4 separate regions of the Zea mays genome follow, and all the other regions are linked to region 4. The links are chromatin contacts, called in public Hi-C maps. All regions are on one chromosome and are shown on one strand. The core of a region is the stretch at or near the end of the contact, and the rest is flanking DNA. Distances in the headings are between cores, read along the strand shown.

Region 1 (2,828 bases), core at 277-2,776, 970 kb after region 4:
AAAGTATGCTAGTGAGCATGAAGCAAGAATTGCATTCAATTCATATATGCATAGTCGAAGTGATGAACTTGGAAAACATTACTACAAGCATGTTGCTACACCGCCTAGTAATCAAGAGATGGTTTGTGTAGTTGGAAGGATATAGTTATCATTGTTCAGAGTACTGTCATAGTGTCATTCTTTTGCTCCTTTATTTACTGATGTAACCACACCTCACTATACATGTCCCTTTTTAATTAAGTGAGGGTGCGAACATTAAGTGAGGCCTTGTATGTCACTTTTAATTAGAAATAAGTACTTATTGTTGTAGAACAATTATGGCACTAGTAATCAAGAGAAGTCTGCTTTGTGTATGATTAATTGTGCCACTATTAACATGATCATCCATGTGGTGAAATAATACTTGCTTGTGTTTTGAACCTTGAACGACTTGTGGTTGGTAAACTCACCACCACTGTACAATAGTAGACCACATTCTGTTATGCAGGGAACCAAACAAACAAGGCATCGTGCTATGTAGGAAATTTTACACATGAAACCAAACAAGCACTCCTAGCTAACTGGATGCAACCCCTGACAGCCTGCCTAATACAACCAGGCATCAACTGTAAAATGCACAATCTTCGGTGAAAAGACAAAATACAGATGTGGTTAGTATCAATTCGTACTTCGACAACAAGCAAGATTAGCTTCCTTTGCAGACTTCAAACCAAGAGACAAAAGATGGAAACATTCTATGACCATCCGAATGTGTGAAGAGTTGGTTTAAGTATTCAAAGATTTGGCTCACATATGAAGAATATAAGATAATGTCATGAAGCTAAGTGCGATGAATCAAGCTCGAGTTAAGTGGAGTCATAATCATTCATATTAATGTCATGAAGCTAAGTGCGATGAATCAAGCTCGAGTTAAGTGGAGTCATAATCATTCATATTCTAAAGTAACCACTCAAAAAAGTCTATATGTGGTAATTACCATAACTATATTCTTGTTTTACGGGAACCCGCCGTTCCATATTTAGTACCGAAGTACTCTCTCCGTTTTTTTATTTGTCGTCGTTTAGTTCAAAAATAAACTAGCGAGACAAATATTCGAAAACGAAGGTAATATTAGTCATTAACTTGTAAATTATCAAGCACAAAATACTATTTCTAGTTACGGATAAACCTTTTCTACATTCAATCGAAAATGTTTTCGAGATTTGATAAAAGGTTCAACCTTAATAAATATAAAATAAAAATGTTCCGTTTGCTTATTTATAATGCACTATTAAATATATTTTTTGTTTGTTTTATTTGAAACCAATGTATCACTAGACACTGGAACATTTTGAAATGTCATACTAAGATAATAAACACAGAATCAAGAAGAATAGAAATTAAAAAGAGATCAGAAAAAGAGAAATTGCTAAAAAAGAAAACGCGAAACGGCCCAGGACAAGGCCCGTGGGCCGTGGTGAGCTCTCCGTGTCCGTCGGCCGAGCCGAACCCTCGGACTGGGCTACCGCCGCATGCCCCGTCCCGAATCCATTCCGTTCACCCCGTCCCCCTCGTTCTCTCTCTCGTTGCGACGACTGTGTGGAGTACCGCCCCCGCCCCCTCACCCTCACCCCCCGACGCCGACGCCCTAGGCGGCTACGCCAGGTCCCGAGGGACGGGCCCTTCATCTTCGTCAGTCTATTCGCCGGGCGACGAGCACCCGCCAGGTATTCTTACCCTTCTCTTCCGTTCCCGCTGTGTGAAACGGAGCACCTAAACCCTAACTTAAATCTGAATGCATTTGTCTATTCGGTGCCTGAAAACTTCGAACTTTTTGCAAAAAATATCTTGTGTACCATGTCTCTCTAGGTTTTGTTAAACAAGTTAGGGGTACAAATACAATACATTCTACAGGAGAATCAATCCAGAGGGGGGTTGGGCGATCCCTCTCCCACCACCCAAACCCCTCCTGCCTGGAAGGACATAATCCATTTTGTTTGATTGCCAATTTGGGATAGGTTTCGATTGTTATGGATTTGCATGTATTTCAATATTTGGCTCATGGCTGAGGCAAGTTTTAGACCATTTGACTATGTACATGATAAAATCAGTGTAGTAAACAAGATATATTATTTCTCTTGCATAATAAGATACTGAGCGAGTATCACGTATACAGAGACAACTTTGACTCAGTAATACACTAGAAATTTGTGTCTAGTTAGGCCCAACACTCAGTAACTTGGTCAATATACCAAACTTGCTCTCCCGCTGAAGCTGAGAGGTGGGCTATGAAGCAGCATCTGCACTGTGAGAGACTGAGAGCACAAATGAATCCATCAAAAGTGGTCACTAAGGAACACTGAACTGCAAAAACGAAGATAAATAAAGCATTTGTTAGAGTAAAAATAATGATCACTGAAAACTTCACGAATTGCGTTTTGCAAAGAGCACACCACTATTGAGATACTAACAATAAAGGATTTCAAGACGATTTCGTTTTGGGGCCTAAGCAATATTAAATCAGTCCTCCTCAAATAGAAAATTTAATCGGTGCTATATCAGTACATAAAAAAAGAATGCTGGATGAAAACATGTTTTTTTCCTTGTACTCGGAAAAGTGAAAAACAAAGTTTTGCTTGACCGCTGAACATATATGGATAAATAGCTCTGTGTTAAGTTCTTCCAGAATACTGTCCACGGAAAATTTCTGCTAAAATTGAGAATTACTAAATTACAAAAACTCTGAAAGTATCAATTTAGCAGTAGCACTAGACACTAGGATATTTATCCAAATAAAATGGACTTAATATCACAGGGAAAAACCTCAAATTAATCTGATCACCATACAT
Region 2 (2,879 bases), core at 3-2,502, 540 kb after region 4:
TTCGTCTCTTTGCATTCTTGTTCATCTATTAAACAATGAAGGTATGTCTTTCATGACCTTCGTCTGATGATCATTATATCCATGAGGAGATAATGCTTTGAAAGACGAAGGTCCCTAATATTTAACAATTGTGTTTTCTTATTCTTAATTCACAATATTTGAGAACAAATGACCAACACCCTCCATCTCCTACATGGCATGGCACAGTCAGACGTATGTGGTCGAGCCTAGGCTTTAGGCTGGTAGGTGGCGGTGGCTAATCGATCAGGTTGACTACTACAAAGTACCAGTTGTATACTGTCAGATCACTAGAAGTCACTAGAAGTGTCACACGGTTGATCGACTTATGCCATGTTTGTTTCGGATTATAATCTCTTTAGATTATATAATCCAGCGCAAAAAATCCAGTAGGTAAATAAACACCTAGATTATAGGTTCAGATTATATAATCTAAAACCCAGATTATGGTAATCTCACAATCTCCTCAAGCGTAGCTTATTTGAGATTATTTTTTGGTAAAAGACCCACTACCTATGGTTATGTAAATAGAAATTACAATATATGACATCCTTCTTTACTCACCTCAAATAAACAGACAAGAGTACTGTTCTCTTTGTGAATAATCTACATTTATATAATCTAGACTACCAAACAGCTTCATACAGATTATAATCTATTTATATTTTAATCTGGATTATATAATTTAGATTATAATCCAGATTATATAATCTATAAGCTGAAGCAAAGAGGACCTTAAGTAGCCCTTTCCTTTGATCTTTTTAATCCGTCACGGATGAGTATGACGACCGATGATCGAGATTACGTTTTTTTAAGGAGATCTGGAGTGAAAGGCTACCTTTCCAAGGTGCCCAAGGAAGAAGAAGGGGATGCTGTGATGATGACTTTGGGCAGGTGCGGTCGTGCAAACACGATGCTATAGGAATGTAAGCGTTTTTAGTACAATACTTTAGTACCGTGAGATTCGGGCTAGAGATTTTCGCTGAGCCCTGCATTGTATTGTATTGAGCCTAATAATTGAAGCGAGCGAGTGGTGGCCCAGTGGGGAGGAGTATCCGTAGCATGATGCCATCATGTGTGCTGCGTGCACTGTGCACGATTTTGGGGTGGGGGCCTATCGCTCGCCAAGGACCTAAACGCAATAACGGGATCATTCCAACGTGCTGGGTACAAAACGACACCCGCCCGATACAAAAGGGCCGAAACAAAGGGTCCTTCCTCCCAAAAGCAGACCATATCCCCAGGCAAAGGCCAAGGCCAAGCGAGACAGGGAGGGAGGAGAAGTAACCAAGTGTCTCAAGCAACCTACCGCCCGCCCGCCCGCCGGCCGCTTCATTTCCTCCACTCCACACTCACCACGACACACCGCCCTCTTCCCTTCTCTTCTCTCAAGAAAGAACCAGCTAGCGCGCGCGCGCACACACAAGCCTGAAGCCTCCCCATACCCGCCATGTCTGCGTCGCCGGAGTTCTACAAGCCAGCGCCGCCGGCGTTCTCGCCGTGCAGCTCGCCGCTCCTGCTGCCCGGGGCAGGGGCGGCGGTGGGAGCAGTGGCCGAGGAGAGCGCCGCCGCAACCGTGTCGCAGCAGGAGGAGGAGGACTACCGCTGCCGGACGCCGACGGGCGGGGAGAGCCAGGTGAGGCCGCCGGGGACCTGCCCGCCGGCGCCGCGGAAGCCGCGGGCGCCCGCGGCCCCCGCGCCGTGCCGGAAGCGCCTGTTCGAGGTGGAGGTGTTCAGTCTGCGGCTGGAGGAGCTGGAGCGCCTCTTCTGGCGCCCGCGCCCCGCGGCGCCGCCACCGCCGCCGCCGTCCGCCCAGAAGAAGCGCCGGAGGGTGGCCTGCCCGGAGCCCAAGAAGAGATAGTAGCTACCTTCGTCTGGCAGGTGCTAGTCGTAGTAGTAGTACAGGTCGTGTAGCAGCGGTAGCTAGCTAGGTGCAGAGCCAAGTGGTTTTGGCTTGGATCGATCACATACAGCAGCTTATTATTAGGATCGGAGGTCCATGGTAGGGGGGGTGCTTAGGAGAGGACTGCTGTACTTGTACTGCTACAGCTCGTCGGCACATCTCTCTAGCTAGTTTCCTCTATCTATAGCTCACAATCAGTTCCTGTAGTTGCTAGATGCTGTTCAGTGTGTGTATGTGGTGATGATAGTGTCATGGTGTCAAAAGGTGTAGCGCAATACTAGCTAGCTAGCTAGCTGTAGGCACTAGGCAGGAGCTGCATGCCCTGAATCTCCATTCTTCCATGTAGCCCCTGTGTGTAACGAAGAAGCTAAGCTCACTTGTACCACTAGCGTCATATATATATACTCTCATTCACTTGTTACGCGATCAGCTCCATCTTCTTCCGTGTGCAGTGGGTCCAGCGCAGGGCAGTGTCCGATTTAGACCGCCGGCAGCGGCGGCGCGCTTACCCTGGCTGCAAGTTGCGGCGGTGATATTGAAGTTATCATCTAACTGGTGATATTGAAGTTATCATCTAACTGGTGATTATGTCAAGTTGGCTGCAAGTTCAGAACCACCATTAGAGGCAGAAGCAGGACTTATTGCCTATAGTCCTAGATAGATCAAGATTAGGATGGAGGGTAGAACATCTAATTGTTGAAGCAAGACTTATTGCATACATCATCATCATAAATTTTATCCCAAAATATTGTTTTTTTCACCAAATAGAGTTAGAGGGACACCCTTTTTGAACCTAATAGAGTCATATAATGCATCATACTTATTGTATAGTTTGACAAGTAGAGTTCTAGTATCCATCAACTTATTAGTATAATATGTATCTGTAAGAGAAGTTAACTTCCTAAGAATTTTGGTAAAACCTTTAAGGGGGTGTTTGAATGCACTAGAGCTAATAAAT
Region 3 (3,178 bases), core at 401-2,900, 560 kb after region 4:
ATTTCATTGTAAGGTCTAGAGTCCTAGATATAAAAGAAGGTACCAAACAATGCCAGAAAGGAATAAGTTTCACAAGATATTACCATGCAGATTACATTTGCAACCTTTAAGTCATGTTCTAATTCCATCACTAACTGCATCCCCTTCACTGCCCAAAACTAAATATCAGTAATCTGAAATGTCCTTAAAAGGAAATCAATAAAGATCGCATTTTGGTAGCATAACTGAGGCTAAAGCAGCATTAGATATCTTCATTATTTCATAGCTATAGGGAATTAAAACCTGAACATGTTTAAGGAGATGAACATTCATGAAATGTATTGGTTGGAACCCAAAAAAAAAGCATGCAATTGAAAACTATCCAATCCTATGCAGAGAAAAGACGTACCCATTTCTTCATGATGACCCATAACATGGTGTGCTAATCTTTCTGCAATCTTGTCAAGCTGCTCTAATCTCAATGTAGACTGAAAAAAAGATTCACTTTAGAAAAATAGATGATGTTAATTTGGTTAAAAAGCACGTGTTCATGCAGGTGGAGCAGGACATTTGGTACCAATTACAGTTAATCGACCACTAGAATGATTCTAAACGACAAAACAGGAAGTGGTTTCTACTACTGAGGTCATACTTATTGTTGAAACCAACACCAAATCATTACAAATTTAGTTATGTGCACCTATGCATGCACACATTACTCAAAGTATGGTACATGCAAATTTTTCTTAGCATGTACTTCGTTCACAATGTCCTAGAAATGAAAAACATAAGCTGCCACCACTAACCTGCTTATCGAAATAGGTGGCATCGCCACCTCCTTCCTCCGGAATACTTTGCAGAATATACTTTATTGGATCAAACTCCTGTGAATAATTCAAAATTCAAACTCAAAACACATCAATCCTGAAAGAAGCAGACAGCCAAACCTATGTAAATGCAGCACCCACCTCCTCATAGAACACCTCCTCGAGCTCCTCCACCGGTTGGCCCTGGGGGTTGCTCCCATAGATGGAGACCAAGTCCTCCGAATTGGATGGCAGGTTGATCCTCTCGTGAGGTGGCAACCCGGCGATCGCACGTGCAGCAGCTGCTGCCGCCGCAGCTCGTTCTGGAACCTATAGAAGGTGCAAAAGAAATGTGAGCGACCTCTGCCTCATTGATCCGACAATGCACGAAAGCAAGCCGTGAAACGAGGGATAAAACATAAAGCACCTCAGGGCGGGGAGGGGGCGCCGTGGGGATCGGTGGGAGGCCGAGGGAGCGGGCCGAGCGAACAGAGCTGAGGAGTTTCTCGCCGACGCGAGAGAGGTCCATGCCACCGCCCTGGATCAGGAGCAGGGGAAGGAAGACGAGCGGGCTGGGCCCAGACTCGAACAGCCGCTCGCCGCCGCCGCCGCTGAAGAGGGATGACGAGGAGGAGGCTGAGGGGGCGGTGGGTGGCGGCACCGCGTCGCGTCGCATCTCAGCTGTTCTGCCTTCCGGGGGGCCCCTCGCCGCCGGGGACCATTTGAGGGAGCGCCGCCAGCTGCTCCCAGATCCGCACGGTGGTTAGGGTACACGCGCGCCGGCGGTGGATCGCGCGGGGGAGGGGGTCACTGAACAAGGTGGTTGGTCGCGTCGGGTCCGGGATTTCGCGGGGATGTGTAATGAAGTGGAGAGGAGACTAGAATGGGAGCACGGTGAGGTTGAGCCGTTGAGGTTACACGCGAAGAAGCGTATGATCAGTCTCACTCCAACTTGTAAGAGTGATAGCTGTTTTTTCACGATTTCCAAATCTATATTTTCTTTCAAACTATCTATATCTCTACTAATATAAATATAAAGTAGAAGTTTATCCCTACATCCATCCATTTCTCCCTTGGTTCATCCTCCCACCTCTATGTCATTACTCCCGATCTCTCGAGCCTTCCCTTCCGGTGCGTGTCGCGATATCTCTCCTCTTGTTTGGTCGCTAAAGATGATAACCTTTTAACAGCCCTAGCCATCATCATCGCACCTACGTCGTCGCCTCCGTTGGACGGACGACCCTCCACGATCTCAATGTGACGCCATCGGGAGAAGCCACGTATGAAGCGTGTTGTCGTTCTCCTCCCTCACCATCACACCCGCATTGTTACCCTCGCCATCGTGATTTGTTGTCGTTCTCCTCCCTCACCAGCACACTCGCCTTGTCGCCCCCATTGTCGTGATTCAAGTAAAAGCTCTTTTCTCATCATGATCCTTGATGCATTTCCCTGAGGTGTCGCCCCCCCCTCTCCCCGATCGTTAGTGGCTTTACGTGGCCCACTCCCCCGCTCAGCAACGATCAGGCCCTTTCATTCTGGTTGAACATCTCATCACTAATCTGCATCCCCTAGGTCTCATATATGGATTCTTGTCTAGTATTGAAGAATAAGGTCATGTCCTTCAAGCATACGCCACCTCTTAAAAAAACGAGAGGGCACGTTGAGGTCCGGGCATTGTTGCTGCGTACACAAGGGTATTTGTCTTAGACTTATTCTTTGTTGCATTTCTATAACCAATTTAGTAAGGTTGATGCTAACTACATGCCCTTTTTGCTTTATTTTATATCGCAGTTTTGTACAAGATCATGATTACTATGAAGAACTAGGGGATGGAGCTCAGAGGTAAAGAATGTAATTGTTTTGCATGCTTTTACATTATATATATAACTGGTGTCGTTCCTATTAATGATTGTGTCTCTTACCTATTCTATCGAAAAGTGCAATACCTAGCTCTGTAGTCTGCATTGCAACTTATTCCAACCTAAAAGTGAAAATATGTAAATATTATAATATTGAATAGACATGATACAAGGTGGGCTGCAGTTTTTTTATATATAAAATCACCCTTGTTACTTGTTTCCACATTAGCTATTTGCATTCTAATAAGTTCTCTTGCTTAGTACAAATGTATGATATATTAATGATTCTAACTAATAATATGAGACCAACAATGTGGGAATTTTTAACCCCATATCGAGGGGAGTCAAACTCAGGATTTGAAAAGTGCTACTCGCAGCGTCTAACCAACTCAGCTAGAGGCATGATTATAGAAATTAAATGGATTGTTTCTTGTTATTCTTAACTATATTTCTATTTTGTGATTTTATTGGGTTAATGTAGAGAGTATGGATTGTGCCACCAGATGTGATCAATCAATATTCTAATGTGTTAAC
Region 4 (2,785 bases), core at 68-2,567:
AAGTCATAGACAAGTCTGTATGCTTCATTATAATCCTTTAACCATGCGTCGAAGATAAGACACTGCTGGTTAATTCAAAAATATGGCACGCATATTAAGTGAGCGGAACTTTGATAAACATGAACCACAGATATGTTGCTTATTATCACAGTTTCATAGTAATAAACTATTATCGCATAGAGCCCTTTAATATCCATGTAAGCACAACAAGAACTATGGCTGATAAGGCAGGGGCCTCTTACGGGGATGTTTTCAACACAGTTTTTTTGACACTGTACAATAAGTTTAATACAAAAGAATTTGTGTATGTAGAAGATTTTGTTTTCCTAGGAAAAATAATACACCACGAACCTATGATGGCAATTTTAGTAGGACAGGATCAGAAATGGGCTAAAGTACAGCAAGGCATCACTTGGGAGAAAAAAAGACTACTCATGTTAAGCATGGTCACTATCAAAGTTTTTTCTTGACTCTGCTGCTACTACTAACACCAATTTGAGGACTTTAGCAACTGTCCCTTGCTTCCCAGCTCGATGTTCATCGGTTAGTATCTAATCACGATGGTTCTCAGATAAGCTGCAGCATGCCAACATCCTATGCCCTCTTTCCTACTTCTATGTGCAGAAATGGGCCAGAGATCAAGGCTTGTTGCAGGAAGCCTGGAACATAACTGCAACAAGGTGACGAACCCAGTGAAAGACGTGTATACACATGTACACCAAATAATATTTTATACAATATGAAAAAAATGAAGTTTGTAGGCACAAAACATGTATACTACACAGGGCCTATTTGGGTCCGTTTTCACTCTTCACTAAAAATTAGCAGCTAAAACTAGTACTAGCTAGTGGATCCAAATATAACTGCTAATTATTAGATGGTGCTGGTACCTATTAGTTCCACTAGCAGGTTTGAAGTTGCTAATAGGTGCTAATAGCAATTAACTGTCGAACCACCTTATTAGCTAGTGAATCCAAACACCCACTACTAAAATTAGCTAGCTAAAAAATAGCAGTTATTAGCTAGCTAATGTTTAATACTAATGGATCGAAACATACACTAAGTAATTGTATCAGATCAGATACGAATGCAAATAGCTTAAGCTAGTGTTTGGGCGCTCGGTTCCGCACAGCAGGAACGGAAGAGAAGGGGTGGGGTACCTGTTGGGTGCTGGTCGCCGGTGAAGGGCCCGAAGATGAAAACCTGAGCGCCTGGCGACTGGCGTAAGGCGGTGGCGGCGTTCGCCCACTCGTCGACACTAGAGAGAGAGGACACGGGAGAACCACGCGGGTCCGACCAATGCCTCTTCCTGGTCTCACTCACAAATGCAGTTTTCGGCCCATGTAAGCTAGAGTTCGGTCCAATCAACCGGTTTCGGCCTAGCCGGAGTTAAGCCCACAAAAGTGATATTTCTCTCTGTTTTACCGAAAAGTTATTAATATTGTCTTTTTATTGCTAGAACATCTGTTGATATAATTCCCGAACATTTTTTTTTGTGCGCACATTCCAACCGCCGTAAAACTTGTACTCTTATTTTTATTTATCGCATTTTAAGTTAAAAATAAATTAGCCGACGATAAATATTGAAGAACAAAGGTATTATTAGCAGCTAAAAAAAGCGACCCTTTTCACGTCTTCGTCGAGCCTCAGCCTGGTTCCTCAATCCTTTACCTCTGCTTGCATGTCGCAATGATCCATGCAGGTATTACCCCTGCATGTATATCGCAATGATCCATACAGGTATAGCGCTACGGCGCAGAGGAGGCCAGAAGCCAGATTGATTGCGCACGCACGTCCAAACCGGCGACGGGGGTGAGGGCTGGATGTCGAGGCTAAACCGCGGCGCAGGCGTTCCTTGAACCGACTTGGGGAGCGAGTGGAGTTCAGGTTCTCCAACCTTCGTGCCGGCCAGGTGACACTGAAGACTTTTGTTTGTTTGTTTCTCTCATTATTATACGTTGCGACTTGCGAGCTCGGTGATTTGTGCGAGGTCGAGCGGTCATTGGTTCCATCGTTAGGGTATGCATTAGGAATTTTAGGTAGGGGCAAGAATTGCAACTCAAGATTGAGCCGTTTGAATTCTGGGTTTGGAAAAAAATTGCCGTTGATGATTCAGTACTGCCATGTGATACGGCGATTTGTCCTCGTGTGATGGACCAGACAATCGATTCATAATCCATAGAATGATAGAATTGGATACATACATTGTTTGGCAGGTTGAAGTGTACATATGCACTCTTTGTAGTAGAAAAAGAGTTTCCTCCTTGGTGTTTAATGATAATTTTTTGCTACCTGGAGATAATTGTGCTTGTAGATGGCTCCACCTCTTCATGGTTTGTTGAGGAGTGTGCTTACATGTTATTCCTGATTATAATGAGCATGCAGCTTTAAGTAGTAACTGTGGCCCAGATTGATTGCAACTATATATGATTGTATAAGGGTCTGGCATTTATTGTTCGGCACTTGTACTCATTTTGCTCATAATAGGCATGGTGACATGCATCATAAAACATATTGAGGAAACAATACATGTGCTATTTCATTTGTTCCATGATGGTGAAATATAAACACCAATTATGCTTGTGAATTCAGTGGTAATGTTGTGTGATGTCCTGAAGTACTCGAGTTTATTAATGTGATTTTGACTGACATTTATTCAATAGTTACTAGTGAGATAAGTCTGTTAATGTTATCTTCTATTTTATTGTTTCTAAACATGTGCCAGGCTGTTAATTTCTATAATCTTAGTGGACACATGCAAAACAATTGCCAGGTCAGTAAAGTG

What was found. A called contact is a pair of places that touch in the nucleus more often than the background predicts.
Region 1: a contact with region 4 is called in a Hi-C map of tassel, with 2.7 times the contacts expected there. The contact joins the promoter of LOC100282947 here to the promoter of LOC100280884 in region 4. A contact is called at or near these places in 2 of 25 Hi-C or Micro-C datasets (ear and tassel).
Region 2: a Hi-C map of ear shows a contact between it and region 4, with 2.7 times the contacts expected there. The contact joins the promoter of LOC100216839 here to the promoter of LOC100280884 in region 4. A contact is called at or near these places in 7 of 25 Hi-C or Micro-C datasets (bundle sheath, ear, leaf and 2 more).
Region 3: a contact with region 4 is called in a Hi-C map of leaf, with 2.4 times the contacts expected there. The contact joins the promoter of LOC100384314 here to the promoter of LOC100280884 in region 4. A contact is called at or near these places in 8 of 25 Hi-C or Micro-C datasets (bundle sheath, ear, leaf and 2 more).

Annotation. Positions count from the first base shown.
Region 1 is chr1:87,219,291-87,222,118 of Zm-B73-REFERENCE-NAM-5.0, reverse strand. LOC100282947 (DNA-binding protein HEXBP) reads left to right here and starts at 1,526. Exons shown (of 4, transcript NM_001155852.1): 1 at 1,526-1,706.
Region 2 is chr1:87,654,928-87,657,806 of Zm-B73-REFERENCE-NAM-5.0, reverse strand. LOC100216839 (Cyclin-dependent protein kinase inhibitor SMR1) reads left to right here and starts at 1,252. Exons shown (of 1, transcript NM_001143232.1): 1 at 1,252-2,349. The coding sequence starts at 1,469. The coding sequence ends at 1,879.
Region 3 is chr1:87,626,847-87,630,024 of Zm-B73-REFERENCE-NAM-5.0, reverse strand. It overlaps LOC100384314, which reads right to left and starts at 1,650. Exons shown (of 25, transcript NM_001348678.1): 1 at 1,213-1,650; 2 at 948-1,115; 3 at 786-863; 4 at 389-467; 5 at 84-148. The coding sequence starts at 1,461.
Region 4 is chr1:88,190,962-88,193,746 of Zm-B73-REFERENCE-NAM-5.0, reverse strand. It overlaps LOC100280884 (complex 1 protein containing protein), which reads right to left and starts at 1,317. Exons shown (of 3, transcript NM_001153804.1): 1 at 1,161-1,317.